2 separate regions of the Macaca mulatta genome follow, and region 1 is linked to region 2. A link is a contact called in public Hi-C data. All regions are on one chromosome and are shown on one strand. The core of a region is the stretch at or near the end of the contact, and the rest is flanking DNA. Distances in the headings are between cores, read along the strand shown. Region 1 holds the start of ARID2 (AT-rich interaction domain 2). Region 2 holds the start of ANO6 (anoctamin 6).

What was found. A called contact is a pair of places that touch in the nucleus more often than the background predicts.
Region 1: a contact with region 2 is called in a Hi-C map of fetal cortex germinal zone, with 3 times the contacts expected there. The contact joins the promoter of ARID2 here to the promoter of ANO6 in region 2. A contact is called at or near these places in 2 of 14 Hi-C or Micro-C datasets (fetal cortex germinal zone and fetal cortical plate).

Annotation. Positions count from the first base shown.
Region 1 is chr11:52,774,832-52,778,551 of T2T-MMU8v2.0, forward strand. ARID2 (AT-rich interaction domain 2) reads left to right here and starts at 2,057. Exons shown (of 21, transcript XM_028829418.2): 1 at 2,057-2,959; 2 at 3,075-3,168. The coding sequence starts at 2,868.
Region 2 is chr11:52,255,872-52,259,798 of T2T-MMU8v2.0, forward strand. ANO6 (anoctamin 6) reads left to right here and starts at 1,844. Exons shown (of 19, transcript XM_077953929.1): 1 at 1,844-2,140. The coding sequence starts at 2,090.

The sequences.
Region 1 (3,720 bases), core at 807-3,306, 520 kb after region 2:
GGCCGCCGGAGTCCACGAATACCGCCCGCTCCTGGCAACCGAGCTCCCCGGTTCCCGGCCGACCGCGAGTTCCTGGAGCAGCAGCCTCCAGGCTTCCCGAAGCCCACGATTCAGGCGAGCGGTGCCGACCGGGCCGTGGACTGTTGCATTTTAAAACTACAGAAAAGTCTCATTGCACGACAGGCGCGGCCGAGGTGGCCCAGGACACCCTCCAAGAGATCGCGGTCAGGTGCCGGGAGCGTGGAAGAGCAACCAAAGCCACTAAGGCGCCGCGGCAAGTCCCCGGAGCAGTCACCTCAGCTTTCCGTTCTCCCTCTAGTTATTCCCCACAGGCTTCTGGCGCTTCCTTCGAGAAAATGAAAAACTAAAAACGCGTAGAGGTGGAAGTCGTTGGCATTTTCCGTTTAATGTGATCCCCCAGGCTCCATCCCTTAAGTGGGGTTTCCAAACTCGGATGCATCCTCAGCAGAGGTTTTCCGTGTTGACAGATCTCTCACCTCCCACAAAATGGGGCCGGGGAGGCGGACGCTGTCTCCTCTATGGGCGCCGCCATTTTGTGAGGCGGCGGCGGCGCGGCGGCAGGAGCCCGGGGTGTGTATAATGGTTGAATAGAATGACCCCCCTCTAGGGAATCCCCGGCACTGACGGTTACGTAAGGGGCTGTGCGCAAGTGCGGCGTTTAGGGAATCCGCACAGCCCGGGCCACGCAGCTCCGAGCCCACATCTCCACTCCCCCTAAGAGGACGGGTGGGGGAAGGGACAGCTGGCCGAGTGTTCCTAACAGCAGTCTCACCCCTAGTCTCCCGCGGCCGCCGAGCTTCTCCACCTCCCCGAGCCGGGTCTCCGCCCCTCACAGGCTTCCGAGACACTCACTGGCCCTGGGGTGTCAGGAACTTCCTAGCCACAACCTTATTCCGACCCCACTTAAGAGACAAACTTTAGTTGGGAAATAAGTCCGTTTCCTAGAGTGAGCACCGGAAGCACGCTGCACTATATTACATAATTTTTCACCTCCAAAGCAATGTTCCCATTGGAACGACTACCTGAAATAACCCATCCAGACCCTTACTACCCTGTGACCTTGCGTTAGGCAGTGACTTTGCCCGTGGTGGCCGTCACTAAAATGGGAATAATAATACGCTTCACGTACTGTAATCTTAACATTTGTAGCAAAAAGCCGGCTCCAACACCCTTCGTAAATGCAAATTTAGGTGGTAGTATTTGTTGAGATGTTTTGACTATCATTTAAACAAAGGGTTTTTTTAACTTTCAAAAATATTTTAAACAAGGATTACATTTAAGACATTTGAAAGCAAGGAAAAATGTTTTATTCGATATTTATTTTAAATGCAGCAATCTTGAAGAGACCTTACTATAAAAATGTAAACGTTAATTATTGTCGAAGTTCGACAGATTGCTTCCCAACCAGTTTAGTTAGCTTGCATAACTTTGGTCATAGAATAATCCAGTTTGATATGTGAAGCCAACCAGCGGCAAGATGTATTAACAGCATTACTCTATTTCCACAGAACTAGGACAGACAGTTCACAATGTATTTAACGTATAGTTTGCTAAAGTTAGCGTGTGGATAATTCATAGAAAATGTGCTAACCAGGCCCCAAAATACTAGCATAAGGCTCATAAAAGCCGATTCCTTTAGACTTTACAAAAAGAGAAGGTAACACATTGACTTTATTCCGATCTGTGAATGTTGCGTAGCGTGAGTAGCTGCCCCGGTGAGCTTCCTTTCCCTTCAGAGCGCCACACCGGTTCTATCGGGCGGGCGGGGACTCCGAGGCGGCCCTTCTAACAGCCGGGCCGGGGACGCGAACATCGCCTCCACCCCTAACCCTGGAACAACCGGTAGTGGCCGTTTCCCCGCGCCGCCCCCCTTTCCGCCGGCTTTGTGTGTGTGTGTGAAATGTGCGGCACATTGCAGACGAACCCTAAGCCCGGCGAGCCGAGTCTATTGTTCCCCGCGAGGAGCTGCCGGGGCGGTGTGGAGCCAGGCGCAGTGCCGCGGCCGGCCCTCGGGGGTCGCTGTGTGGCACTGGCTGCCGGGCCGTGGCGGCGGCGCTGGCGGCGGCAGAGAGGGAGGCTGGCGGGGAGGGAAGCAGGCGGGCGGCGCGCAGCGGCTCAGCTGCCGCCGGTGCTTCTGCCTGGGGACGCCCCGGCCTCCGCGGCCGAGGCCGCGCGTAAATGTGTGCGAGGGCCCCGCGGAGCCGGGGCCGAAATACACGCTGTCACCCCGCTTTCCACAAACCACCACACAGACCTCCCCCTCCCCACCCCCAGCCCCGCCTGCCCCAGCCCCGCCGCCGCCGCCGCCGAAACTCTTGGGCCTCCGGCAGCCCAGACCCCTCACCATCAGCTCGCCTTGCCCCTCGCCCGCTCGCGCGCCCCCGGCAGCAGCACCATGTTGAATCGCGTCCCCGGGCTGAGCCGCCTCAGCCGGCGGCGCTGAGAGGCGGGCGAGAGCCGGGCCACGGGGAGGGAGGGAGGGAAGGAAGGGGTGGGGGCCGCGCTCGCCCCGCGGCTTCGCGCGGATCCGGCAGTCGCCTGCCCCTCTAGTTTCGCTCCGATTTCTTTAAACTTTTTTAGAAATTCCCCTCCCTCCTTCCCTCCTCTCCCCCTGGCCTCCTGCTCCCTCCTTCCCCTCCTCCTCCTCCTCCTCCCCCTCCCTCCCTCCCTCCCTGCGCCGCCGCCGCCGCCGCCGCCGCCGCCGCCGCCGCCACCGCCGGCCCATGACTGAGCCCCGCCGCCGCCGGCCGAGGAATGGGCTCCGGGCTCTGGTAGGAAGCGCTGGGAGCGGGGGGCGCTTTTAAAACACCGATCTGGGTTTTTTAAAAACCTCCTTTGAAAAAATAATGGCAAACTCGACGGGGAAGGCGCCTCCGGACGAGCGGAGAAAGGGACTCGCTTTCCTGGACGAGCTGCGGCAGTTCCACCACAGCAGAGGGTGAGAGCAGAACCGGGGGGGCAGCGCCGGGGCGAGCCGGGGCGAACGGGGCTCTCCCGCCCGGGCCGGGCACGGGGTCCCGGCTGACAAGTGCGGGGCTTTCTCTCTCCCGCAGGTCGCCTTTTAAAAAAATCCCTGCGGTGGGTGGGAAGGAGCTGGATCTTCACGGTCTCTACACCAGAGTCACTACTTTAGGCGGATTCGCGAAGGTGAGTGGAAGTTTTAATTTGTATTTCCCTCTCGCTGGCCTCCTCCAAAAAGTCTCCTTTGACCCCGGAGTGGGCGCTTGGGGCTGGGGGGGTGGCCCGCAGGGGCAAAAGGCGTTCTTTTCGCTCCCAGCCGGTGGCACGGAGGCGGACGGCGGCGGGGCTGTTTTTGGCCTGGTGGCTCGCGTGCGCGCGGCGGGCGCGGGGCTCCGGCGGGCGGGCGGCCCGGCGCCGGCTCGCGCCCTGCCCGGTGCCCGGTCGGGCCGGCAGGGTCTGAGCGCCGTGGCGGGGAGTGCGGGCGTGCGGGGCGCCAGCCTGAGCCCCGCGCCCGCCCCGCGCCCGCGCCGCCCGCCCGCTCGCTCGCGAGTCAGCTCTGCCGCCGCTGCCGCTCTAGCACAGGCGGAGACACAGAGACACACAGACTCTGAGAGCAGTTTTCGTGCAACTCAAAATTAGCGCGGGCAGGTTTAACATCGATAATCGGCTGCGAAATGATCCCGGCAGCCGGGGGCACAGCCTCGGCCCCGTCGCCCTCGGTTTATACAGCTAACAAAA
Region 2 (3,927 bases), core at 594-3,093:
CGGGTTTTAATCCTGGCTCCGCTATTTATTTCCTGTGTGATTTTGGACAAGTTGCTCAAGTTGCCTCACACCTGAAGAAAAATGATAATTTCTAGGGTTGTTATGAGGGTTGAATGACTGGATGCTTATAAAACATGTAAAACTTTTCCTAGTACATAAAAATGACTACACAAAAATTTGTTAAAGGAAAATTGTAAAAATTGATCATGTAACCAAAACACTTTTGAAGTTTCTACTTTTAGTGAGTTTCATAAGCTCAGGGGAGAGGGTTCAGTGAAAGAAAACAATCTCTTCTCATCTTTCTTCTCCCATCATTTTTTTATCCTAACTTCAGAGTACTACATTGTTGTCTCTTTATACTAAAAACAATTCTCTTTATTCAAAAAAAGTACCTCAAGAAACAAGTATAGTGTTTCCCAGATATTTTCTTAAAAGTAATTTCATCATGTCTTTTCATGTATATATTCATGGCTATTTTCCCAGTGAAGATTGGTCTCAATATTTTATTTCTTTCAGAGAGAACATTAAAAATAAGTTAGGAAACTGAGGTGCAAGGATTGCTGGAGGCCAGGAGTTCAAAATCAGCCTGGGCAACATAGTGAGACACCCATTCTACAAAAAATTTAAGAATAAGCCCCACATGGTGGTGTGCTCCGCTTGTAGCACGGAGTTACTGAACTCCCACCTCAGCAACAGAGCGAGACCGTCTCAAAAAAAGCATATGGAAGAAAAAACATGCACAGCAGATTTCGTGTTATTGTGATAACCCTAGCACTTCAGTGGAAAAAAATATAAAAAAAAATTCAGTGAGGAGTAGACAATAACACATATAACCAAGATTTCAAATATACCTTCTAGCCCTTTTGAGAAGTCAAAATTGAACCACCTGAATGCACCAGCTTTTTTGAAAAAAGTTTTGTAGACACGCGATCCCCAAAACCTGCCGTTCAAACAACTCCAAGGGTCTTTAAAGTACTAAATCCCTTTGTATTTGTCGTATTGGTCCCTTTGGTTTCCAGGAAAGCACTAAAAATAAAGATAAAAACTATCTGCCTTAATTTTATTTCACTACTTTCTTTTCTCTTATTATAGCTTTCCACATGGTTTTAGAGGAGTTTACATCTAACTCTAGTGGTCTTCGGCTTCTTCTGCCTCTTTGACACAGACGACTAGTTTCCATTGTACAAATAGGCTGGACGCTTCAGCGATTACCTTCCGACCACTCCCTGTGTGCTCGTGCGGGCGGGGTAGGGGGCGCTTCTCCACTCTCCGCGACCGCTATGTATGCGGAAATCCTCCTGCCTTTGTGCACACGTTTATTTAGAAAATTCTCTCCACCGCCACTCCCTTCCGTCCCGCCCCTTCTTCTTTTGCTTATTCTCTGAGTTTTGCCTCTCCTCCCACCCCCACTCCCCCGTAATCTTACCCTACCCGTATAAGATTCCACTTTCCCACTTCGGAGTAATTTAAGATTCCCCCATTACTAGCTCCACGTCTCCTTTAAAAGCCATTCAAACGAGCTCGCCTTCCAGGGTTCTGCAGTTGTGCTGTAGCAGCATTTCCCCCCTCTCCAGTATCAGACGTTAAAACAAAGCAAGCCGCAGTGTGTGTTCACAGACGACCTTGGAACGAAAAGCTGCCCTGTTTGGGATCAATGTTTAGGGAACCCCGTCCACTCCCGCACTCACGTGTTCCCGCCTCTCACTCCAGCTAGTCCCCCAGCGCGCAGCACCGGACTACTCCCTCTCCAGTCTCGCCTCCCGACTTCCTTCTGCAAGCCTCATAAAACCGGGGAAGTTCAATCATTCCGCAGCGAGCCGCGGCGGCCGCACTGGGCATGCTCAGTCTCCGGGCTCCGCTCGGCAGGCGAGAGGCTTCCTCCGGCTCTGGGCTCCGGTCAGTGGGCGCCTCGGCTCGGCTTTCCCAGGCGCAGGTTGGGCAGACCGGCCCCTGAGCCCAAGTGACAAGGGCCCCGCGGTCCCCGATCCGGCCCCTGGGAGAGCCGCGCCGTTCCGGAACCCGGGAGCCCCCAACTTCGCGCCAAGTTCGGAGCCGCCTTCTGAAGGAGACATGAAAAAGATGAGCAGGAATGTTTTGCTACAAATGGAGGAGGAGGACGACGACGACGATGGGGATATCGGTGAGCGAGGGGTCCCCGCGTCCCCACCCGAGAGCCCTAGCCGACGCGGGAAGAAGTTCGGGGACTGCGCGGGGGCGCTGCGCTCTCGGCGGGGGAGGTTGGCCGGGACACTCGGCTGCTCCGGGCAGGGGAGGAAGCCCGCTGTCCCCGGCTTCCTGCAGACTGAGGCCCCGGTGCGGCCCCGGCGGGGCGGAGGCGCGGGGTGCGTTGGTGCCCCGAGATCAGGCTCCGGACGGGCGGGGGATGCTGCCCCTGAAAAAGGCAGGCAGCTGCGGGGACGCCTCTGCGTGCGGAAGTCTCCACTCAGAAGCAACTTTGGGTTCACTTCCCCGCCTCCCACAGTGCTAGGGATGCCGAGGAGCCTGGGCACTGGGGCGAGCCCCTGGGCGGGGTCCGGGGAGCAGGCCCGCGTTTGGAGGACAGGGTGTGACCCACCTGAATCCTCGTTAAAGTAAAAGCCGACCGACGGCTCTGGGAGGGTTGAGGCCTGGCAGGGTGGCCCAGGGAAGTGATTTGTGGCCGCTAGGCGCGCGCTGGAAATCCTTTCCCATCTGCGGAGCCTGCCGGGGCTGTGATCAGAGGAGGAATCCCCCAGGCGGGGTGGACCGCAGGGCCTTTCCCACTCGTCCTGAGGGGCCCTGGGGCTTGGGGAGCAAACCTGGGGTGACCCATTTCTTGTTAGAGTGAAAAATGCATGGGAATGACAAACTGAACGGAGGGAAAGCTGTTTTAAGAGCAAAAAAAGAAAAAAAGGTCAAACAAAAGGAGTGAGAGGAGGCGAGGAAGGAGAAAGGAATGGGAAGACTAGAGAGAAAATCAGGTCCCTAAAGAGAACACTGTCGGGGGATGACGATATAATGGGTCCTTCCAGAAGACTCTAATTAAATTACTAAGCCAGTCTGCTGTGGCGACTCGGCTTAGACTCCTGGATGCCAAATCAATTTTAAAACAGAACATCCTGCTGATGTTCTAAAGCCCTGTTGTTCTCTAATAACTTTAAAAGTAATTTAATTTTAGGAGTTGGGTGTGGTTTTTATTTCTGTTACAGTTTGGGCACGGATCATTTAGATCAAAAAAATTTGGTAACTTGGTTTTCCAGGGACAAATCTAATGGAGGAGATTACACTCCATGATTTAGTTTCACATTTCATTCATTCATTTAAGAACAATTTACTAGGTATTCATCCTTAAGGAGGGAGCAAATAGTAGTAGTTTTTAATGGGAGAGAAAACTGAAGCACACAGGTTGATCTGCCCAGCTTCTCACACTTTCAAACCCAGGTTTTCTGACTTGTAAGACCAGTGAAGATTAATACTCTTACCACTGGGTCGCTCTGGCTGTTACTGCTGTTTAGCAAGATTACATAGTGCCTGATGATTACACAAAAATATAGGAGCGAAGTTTAAAAAGTTACAATAAAATTGGCACAGTCTGTTTCCCAGGAAAGTATTATTGTCTCTTATGGTGAGGTGCACTGTTTATAATGAGTATTGTAAGTAAATGAGGGCAGAAGCTCAAATGGAAACTGAAGTAAGCAAGAGGCTCTGAGCTTTGTTTGTTTTACTGTGCCAGCAATAGATCTCAGTTTAGAAAGTAATTTGGTCTAGCCTGTGTTTACCTATTGAGGCGTAGTATAAATTCATCATAAGTGTGTGGCAATAAGCTCTTTTTATTTTTAATGACAGATATCATTCATGTTAGTTTTGTCAAATCAAACAGTGTAGATATATTTAAGAAAAAGTTAAATATCTCTACTCCTCACCCTCTAGAAACTACTAATATTAATA